Regions from separate parts of the Drosophila melanogaster genome. Here regions 1 and 3 are each linked to region 2. Evidence: chromatin contacts called from public Hi-C and HiChIP or PLAC-seq data. All regions are on one chromosome and are shown on one strand. The core of a region is the stretch at or near the end of the contact, and the rest is flanking DNA. Distances in the headings are between cores, read along the strand shown. Region 1 holds the start of RhoGAP15B (Rho GTPase activating protein at 15B). Region 2 holds the start of wcy (wacky). Region 3 holds the start of CG8915.

Region 1 (2,700 bases), core at 119-2,618, 130 kb before region 2:
CACCGCCTCCGCCGCCCACAGATCCTCCGCCACCGCCTGCAGCGCCGCCACCACCAACGCCGCCCTGTCCGCCGCCAGAAGGCAGCGCGGTGACCGTGGCCTCCGGCATCAGAGGATGCCGGGCATGCGGACGGGCCAACGACGAGTTCTGATTAACCGAGGCCGCCGCCGCAGCTGCAGCAGCTGCTGCTGCCGCCGACTGGGCGGCCACCTTAAGGAAGTTGGTCTGGAAGCGATCCTTCGAAATGGGACTGCCCTCCTCCTCGTGCAGATCTCGCAGCGGGCTTAGTCCGAGATAGTCGCGGCGCATGTGATCAATCTGGTACTTCAGGGCCAGGTACTCCTCGTACACCCGGTTGGCCATGTCGAAGGAGCGGGTCTGGTTCTCCTTCGTCTGCTTGATGATGTTCTCCATGTCGTTGATGTCCGCGTGGATCTGGCGCAGCTCTTCCACGTGCGACATCTTCTCCTCGAGCAGGTGCTCCATCTCCTTGCGGTACTCCTCCAGGCACTTCTCCTCGTCGTCGCTCAGCTTCACCTCCTTGATGATCCGCACTTTGAGCTTCTCCAGCGACAGCGTCTTGTCCCTGATGTCCTTGATGGCCTCCAGTTTGGCGTAGTAGTGCCGCTCATTGGAGCTCGAGATCTCGCTGGTGGCCATTGTAGATCCAAAACGATCCGTGTGGTATAATATGTGTATTTTCGAAAGACTCTCGAGTGTTTTCTGTATGGCCCCCTCCACTGGGCGAATGTTTATTTTGCACTTTTTCACTAGCCTAATAGTTCGATGTCGGATTTTCCGGCCGATTCTTAAGCATCTGATATGGATGATCGCGTCTTTTGGGATAATCCTTTGGAATGGCGCACTTTTAATTGATTTTTTCTTTATTTATTTGATTTTTTCTCTGCTAATGCTAATACCATTTTTTTCTGGTATACAATGCAGTGTTACCAGAGCGTGGAAGTAATTTTTACATTTAATCACGACCAGCCGATTATTTGCTATCGATAGCTGGCAGTGCGGTATATATCGTTTTTTAAATAGAAAACAAATTCCTTCCAATTCCAATTCCTTATACGTACAAATTTACTTAAATGATTACACTATAGTTAAAGTGCTTTACTGATTTTACCGTGGGCGCTGCTTTAAAATTTAAAAATCCGGTAAATTCCAGTTGCTGTGGCAAAAAACTTAAATCTGGCATTCATGCCGAGATAATATTCAGTTAACTATTGATATAAAATGTTTCAGTTATATGGAAAGAACGTTAGTATTAAAATTTACATTATTACATATAACTAAAATTAATAACTTGTATCCTAGCTACTAGTTTAGTAACTAGTTTTGCCGGCATTCGCTGTCTTTCCGCCAACGGTCACACTAGGCGCGCCCCGTTATATTACATTATGCATTTGTATTCTTCGATCGGTCGCAGATCGTTCGGATCGGAAAATCCGGTTCGGAAAGCGGGCATTGGGGACAAAAACAAAGAATCTTGTTCTGGTCATGACTTTTCCATCCGCGAATTGTCAACTTCTGTTTAGCGAATAGTTGTTGTTCCCTTTTGGAGACAACAACAAAAAAAGACATCGATCGCGCGAGAGAGAGAGACAGATGCAAACAATGCGTACGCGCGCGTATGTGTGTGTGAAACATTCCGCAAGTGATTCATTCCGCAAGAATAATAAATAAATAAACAAATATTAGTAAACTGGGCCGAAATGTTTGTGGAAATGTGTCAACTAGTTGCGGCAGTAAAATATCAGTGCAATATCGATATGTGTGGGAAATCAGCTTAGCAATTTAGCAGAGACTTTGCTTTTCGCCCACCGCTCTCTCCCTCTCTCTCACACTCTTTGTTTTCGTTTTTTATTGTTGTGCTCTGGTTGTGTTTGTGTGTGTTGTGAATATAAAACGAAGTTAAGTTGACCACGCAGAAACTGCATACGAAATTTTTAACAAGGAAAAAGCGAAAGGTAAAAGCGATTTTTATTATTTTTATTTGAAAGCCGCAGTTTCTTTGCGATCTCTTTTTCTGCGGGCTTCGATTTTCAATGGTCTCTTCTCTCTTCAATGCGTTCTAATCAATCCGTGTTTACATACGGGCTGTGTGTCTGTGTTAGTTGGCTGATAATTTTTAGTGACAGCTATGTGCCAAATAATAGTAATATCTACAATAAATCAAATATAAATAATGCGAAATACGGCAATATTGATAACATTGTGAATTTTAATCATTATACTTTGAAATGTTTAAAAACATTTCGTTAGTATATGTTTATATATTTGTATTATATTTTAATTTAGTGTTTTTGCCACCTATGCGTTTTATGCAATATAATGATATTTTTTCCTAAATTTATAAAACCACTATGGCTGTGTACACATTTGTATGTATGATAATTTTTGACACACATATATTTCGCTTCTAACTGCTTATCGCTCCCATTTAGCGATAGACTGTGCGAGCGGGACAGGTGTCACCTGTTGCGCTTCTTCGCTCCATCTCTCCACCGCTCTTCCCTCTCTCTCTCTCTCTTTCCATCGTTTGACACATTTTGTTGCTGTTCTTAATTGTTTGGCAATTAAGTCAATTATAAACATATTAAGACAGCCGACACACATTCTCCGATTGGATGCGCTTTTCCCTTTGACTTTCGCAGAAGAATCAATAACCAAATTAATCGATCAATCCAGGC
Region 2 (2,700 bases), core at 122-2,621:
TAAATAAACAAACAGCGAAACGCGTTTGATAAACAATGGATATGAACTAATTTTGCGGTGCAATAAGCAACTGTAAATGTTACAAGAACTATTTTTTTTTTTTTGGCCTTTTGCCAGCTGAGCGCGTGCGAGCGAGAGGCAACTATTGTGTGGTGAAAAGACGAAAAACATGAATAGCGCGAGAAGATGGATAAGTGGGAAAATCAAAGCAAGAAACATAGGGAAAACAAATTTATTTACGAAAATCACTTAATTAGGGTAAACGGAGAAAATTTGAGGATAAAAAGGAAACGCGGGCACTGCGAGTTAGAGCGAGATGGCAGTAGGACAGAACGTAAACAAAAAAATATACAATTATGAGTGTGCTAGTTTGCCTGTGTGTGTGTGATTGTGAGTACGTTGGGAATCACTGTTATTGCCGATATTACGGTAGATTGAAAATAATATTTGATATATTACCCATCGTTCATACGCTGCGGTTTTCTAGCATGCATTACCATCAATGCAAGTTTTTCGCCAAATACGCTGCTGCTGCTTCTGTTGGTTTTCCCTCTCTCTCCTGCTCCTCCTCCTGCTGCTGCTTCTTCCGCTGCTGCTGCTGCTGCTGCTGCTTATGCGTCTGCTTCCTCTTCTCCTTCGTCGACTGCTGTTGCTGGTAGTGCTGCTGCTGCTTCCTCTTCTCGTGGAGAAGATAATGCAGCCTTATTCCGATTTTATCCAATATTCTGGGGCCTTTGGCGCCTCCTGTTTGCTCCTCCTTTTGCCTCCACCGCTTCCTCTTCTTCTTCTCACCTGCCAAGGCACGCTCGCTTGTATGTGTGTGTGTGTGTGTTGTGGTCTGCTTGTATGGGAGGCTCTCAGTGGCATGTGTGTGTGTGTGCTTTTCGTCTGTGTGGCCCGCTGACTCGGTGTTTGTGTGGCGTATATGTGTGCCTGAATTGCGGTCGCCTTATTATCGGCTTATTTTGCTGCCTCCTAAAAGTACAAACATTCATAGCAATCCTTTAGACAGCTTCCTTTTTGTCCTCTCCTTAATGCAATTAGCATTCGGAACGCCTTTAATTTTTCACTTAAAGCACACACGGCATTCGCCTCTGCGTGCACGACCGTGAGTGACTGTGTGCGTGCGTCTGTGCATGTGTGTGTGGTGTCGCTTGATCCGTATTTCGTTTGACTTCTTTTCAATTTTACTCCCTTTTTTTCTTGGTACCTTACCGCAATTCGCAATTTGCCGCTCGCCTTCTTTGCTGGGCTGCAATCGCCGCATTTATTTGCTCAGCATTGAACGACAATTGTTTAATTATATGCCGACTTGCTGTGTTCGCTTTTTGGCCTCTATACTTGATGATTTTTTTCAATTCTTTTGCATTACGCTTTGTGCGGTCTGTTCGTCGGCACGGCTGTGTTGAGTTTGCCAGCAATCGGTCGCTGCGTGCGGCTATCCCTCTCGCGCGGCACGCTATGCGGGTGCGAGAAGAGTTCGGCTATATGTGCCAATTGGCTGGTTGATATGGTGGACTCTAGGTGGCGCCCCGTTTGTGGTATTTTTTAGTGCCTGACACCGCTAGGCGTTGGACGGATTGCAAAATGGTCACTCTGTAGCCGGGGATGCCAACTAGGTTCGCATTTAAATTCTTTTTTGGTTACTGTTAAATAATAAATATATATATAAAAACATAACTTTTAACTTTTAACTTTTAATTTGACTTTTGTTATTGTACATATTATGTATATACGCAATAGCTGATCTTTATAAACTTTCGATGATACTGAAATAGTTTTAGATATAGATAGTTTATATTAATTTATCATATATTGCACAACATCATTTCGATAGTATCGCATAATCATTTCGGGCACACTGCTCAAGGGTATTCCTATCGGATGTATTGTTTCTCGATAAGCCGACTTAAAAATTATATGTTTTTTAAAAAAAATTATATATACATATTTACACTTGAGAAATAAGAAAAAGCATTTGCATATTATTAAATTCAATAATTTTTTAATTTAATATAAAACAAAAGAACAAAGAATGATAATTCAAACTGAAAAACAATGAGATTTCTTTTCATATGCAAGATCTTAAGGTGGTATAACTGGTAATAATAATTATTTGACCTGCTTTGCTAAATGCCCTTTCCGACTCCGACGAAGTTGTCCATCGACTTGCGTCAGTTTCACCACAAACCCAAAATATATATGACTGCAAGCTAATATTTGAAAGTAATTAATTATTTGAATTAATTAAAATAGTTGAAGAAATTCTAGTGATTAACCTAAAAACATCGATAGTCTGAAATAAGCATCGATGTTTGGAATATTTAAAAAAAAACCTCGGTGCATCGATATTAGCATCGATGTTTCGGCACCTCTATTAAAAACTCATCCCGATACCGATAATAGCGGCAGAAGAATTTTAGAATTCCTTAAATATATATTGTTTAATTTGTAAGCATTTTTAAGGAATGAGTTTGAGCGACTGCAACAATAACTATATATATTTGACGGGCAGTGAGGATTACGCCCTTAATTTGGCAAAGGTAAGTTCTGAACATCGGATTCAGGTCGGTTTTTGAACATCAAATTGCATTTCTTTTAGCTATGCGAACGCTTTGCCACCAAAGAAAAGCGCGTCTTACTGATCACCAGTCGCCAGCAGGGAATGGCAAAGCGCTATCCATGGGAGGCCCATAACTG
Region 3 (2,700 bases), core at 160-2,659, 170 kb after region 2:
TCCACATCCATTACAGTGCCCCCACCAAAATAGTTGGACAATGCTTCAAGATCCATGGTGGCCGACATAAGCACGAGGCGAAGGTGCGGATTCTTTTGCAGCTCCAGCTTGGTGGCCAGCAGCAGGAAGTCTGTGTCCAAATCACGCTCGTGGGCTTCATCAATGATTAAGTGGGTGGTGTTTTTAAAAAAAGACTTCTTATCCATGGCGAGAGCCCTTAAAAGGCAACCACTGGTGGTCAGCATTAGAACCGTGTTGCTGCTGCATTGTCCTGGCAGAGATTGAATATTATAGTTATAGTCATAATTACTTTACGGCCAACTGCTACTCACTATTCATGCGAATATTATAGCCCACTGTGGTGCCAGGCGCCTCACCGCGCTCCTTGGAAATGCGCTCCGAGACACTGATAGCTGCTATGCGGCGAGGCTGACTTACCACGATCCTGACTGGAGCACGATGCTCTGCGGCCCACTCAAGGATGTACTGGGGAAGTTGGGTGGACTTGCCAGAGCCGGTGGCTCCTTTAATGATCAAAACCTGTAAGGTGGATTCTCAGGTATTAGTAGCAATTCAGTGTTTGACGTAATATAAATAGAAAATGGTACAGGTACTTAATATCAAAAGGAAGCATTTGGTCACCTGATCGCGCTGCAGAACGTTGAGGATGCTCTCCCGCTGCTTGTAGATGGGCAGGCTCCGGCGCTCGTGCTGAATGTTCCTGTTCCGGTTGCTCTGCGGCGGCGGAATAAGCCTCTGCCCGACCAGGCCGAAGTTGGAAGGAAGCCGTATATCCTTATATTGCTGTTTGTTGCACTTTAAGTCTCCAACGGAGTTCATCAATCTGCGTTCCACATTGCCGGCCATTTGTCCCAGAACGTCTAGGAGCGGCGGACAAATGTCCAGCTTTGTGTTGCAAAGAATGTATTGCTGTTGGCCATCCGACTGTGGGCGACTTATAAAAAGGACGCGGTTCTCCTCTGGACCCTTGCTCACCGTCTTAAGCCCGCGATGCTGGGCCAATCGGTGAACGTGGCTGCGCTGGGCTTTTGTAAGTCCGGGGAGCTGTTTCTCTGGCTCGCAGCTCTGCAGGAAGTCGTCGACCAGTTGGCGGAGCATCTTTTCGTCCTCGGACTTCAGCTTGTCGCCCGCGTCGGCTTTCGCGTTCTTGCCCGGTCGAGTCTTCTGTTTGCCAGTTCCCTTCGGCCCACCGGTCACTCGGCCATTGACCACCAACACTACCGCCTGTTCCGGCATAGGTTGTGCCTTCTTTCTGCCCTGGCGACGGCCACGTTTCACTGCTTCTTCACTGTCCGCCATTCGACTGTGTTCAATCTCTGTGCGCTTTTCAAAACTCTATTCGCCTTTCAATCAGCTGTATTTCTACAATACCTCGATAACAATGAATTGTAGAAGTTATCGGACCCTATTGCGCGTCGATATCAGGCGGCTTTGCTGCCTATCGGGCCGGATGGCAGTGTGCCCAAATGATAAACTTTTATAACTTTTACTGTTCTTGATATGATTTATTTATCTTTAATGTTTTTTACTATAACGGTGATTCGTACTCTGAATTTTACATTACCTAAGCATACTTATATTTATATTTAGCTTTTGAAACCAAATTGTGAATTTCTGCCTGCTACATACACACATATTCATGTGCATATTTACATATGAATGTATATTTGCTTTTTTATTTATATTAAGCTACATATAAGGTCAAAGACAATGATTTTTACAGTGTAAGAGAGGTAATACATATGTAGATTTTTATTTTATGGAATTGGTTGAAGTTTTGTTAAATTAGCAGTGGCATTACTTGTTCAGATTGTACGAAGAGCAACTGTTTTACGTAGCGAAAGGGGAGGACAGTTAATTATGATGTGGAGTTGCTTAGTGATGATTTAGTATAATGATGCGCGTTCACGGCGAATCTTCATGTGTTGCAGAGCCCATCCTTAATGGCAGCCACATACGCAGACGCAGACACAGCCTTCCTGGAACACAACAATCGAGGCCACTAATACAGGCACAGCTGGCCTGCGCAACTCCTGGCAGAAAAGGTGGAACTTAGCGGGCATTGTCCCTTCATCAGCCTGGGCCACGCTACAATCCCAGAGGAAGCCACTCCGAATTACCTAGGTATCAGGAGTCTCAACTGCAAGCCGCACCAATTGAGAAAAGCCAGACTACCGACTAAAATTATTCTACTGGCATATAGGCAGAGGGTCCAAGTTGCGGACATCCACAAATCTTCTTATATATAATCCGATCGTCAGGCCGATCTGGGGAACGGCCAGTAAGTCCAATATCGAAATAATACCGGAGCCCACGTGCTGCACGACAAATCCACCATCAACGAGGTCCTAGGCTTCGCTTGGGTCAGGGAAGAGGTGAAGAAGAGCAGCGCGCAATATGCCAAAAGGCTTTATAGTCATCCCAACATAATGGCCATCTCCCTATTGGATAACAGCGAGCATGAGCTCGTTGAATGTTAGCTGAGTCAATAAAAATTAAATATAATACTTACTCGTTAAGTGTCACGCCCTACAACTTAATAGTTATCCATAATGTATAGATGTGGTGTTTTAGAAGAAATACGTACATATGTATGTACATAGTTCTTAATTTCACTGAGGATCCAGATAAGGTTCATTTTTGGAAAGTGGTTAGAGACACGGTTTCTTATTGTTGACT

What was found. A called contact is a pair of places that touch in the nucleus more often than the background predicts. HiChIP or PLAC-seq counts read pairs in DNA pulled down with a chosen protein or histone mark.
Region 1: a contact with region 2 is called in a Psq HiChIP or PLAC-seq map of the Kc167 cell line, with 7 times the contacts expected there. The contact joins the promoter of RhoGAP15B here to the promoter of wcy in region 2. A contact is called at or near these places in 29 of 107 Hi-C or Micro-C datasets (the D17-c3 cell line, the Kc167 cell line, the OSC cell line and 10 more) and 2 of 6 datasets of contacts at active chromatin or transcription factors (both in the Kc167 cell line).
Region 3: a Hi-C map of the Kc167 cell line shows a contact between it and region 2, with 1.7 times the contacts expected there. The contact joins the promoter of CG8915 here to the promoter of wcy in region 2. A contact is called at or near these places in 4 of 107 Hi-C or Micro-C datasets (the D17-c3 cell line, the Kc167 cell line, the OSC cell line and 1 more) and 2 of 6 datasets of contacts at active chromatin or transcription factors (both in the Kc167 cell line).

The regions. Positions count from the first base shown.
Region 1 is chrX:16,941,922-16,944,621 of dm6, forward strand. RhoGAP15B (Rho GTPase activating protein at 15B) reads left to right here and starts at 1,369. Exons shown (of 9, transcript NM_132955.4): 1 at 1,369-1,977. CG13001 reads right to left here and starts at 950. Exons shown (of 1, transcript NM_132953.3): 1 at 1-950. The coding sequence starts at 661.
Region 2 is chrX:17,076,466-17,079,165 of dm6, forward strand. wcy (wacky) reads right to left here and starts at 1,372. Exons shown (of 15, transcript NM_001258796.2): 1 at 1,216-1,372; 2 at 460-975. The coding sequence starts at 500. CG4949 reads left to right here and starts at 2,375. Exons shown (of 2, transcript NM_167554.2): 1 at 2,375-2,543; 2 at 2,603-2,700. The coding sequence starts at 2,469.
Region 3 is chrX:17,243,592-17,246,291 of dm6, forward strand. It overlaps CG8915, which reads right to left and starts at 1,410. Exons shown (of 3, transcript NM_001298440.1): 1 at 643-1,410; 2 at 333-540; 3 at 1-271. The coding sequence starts at 1,320. The region is part of intron 1 of f (forked); the gene reads left to right. CG42854 reads right to left here. Exons shown (of 4, transcript NM_001201732.2): 3 at 2,534-2,700; 4 at 1,762-2,462.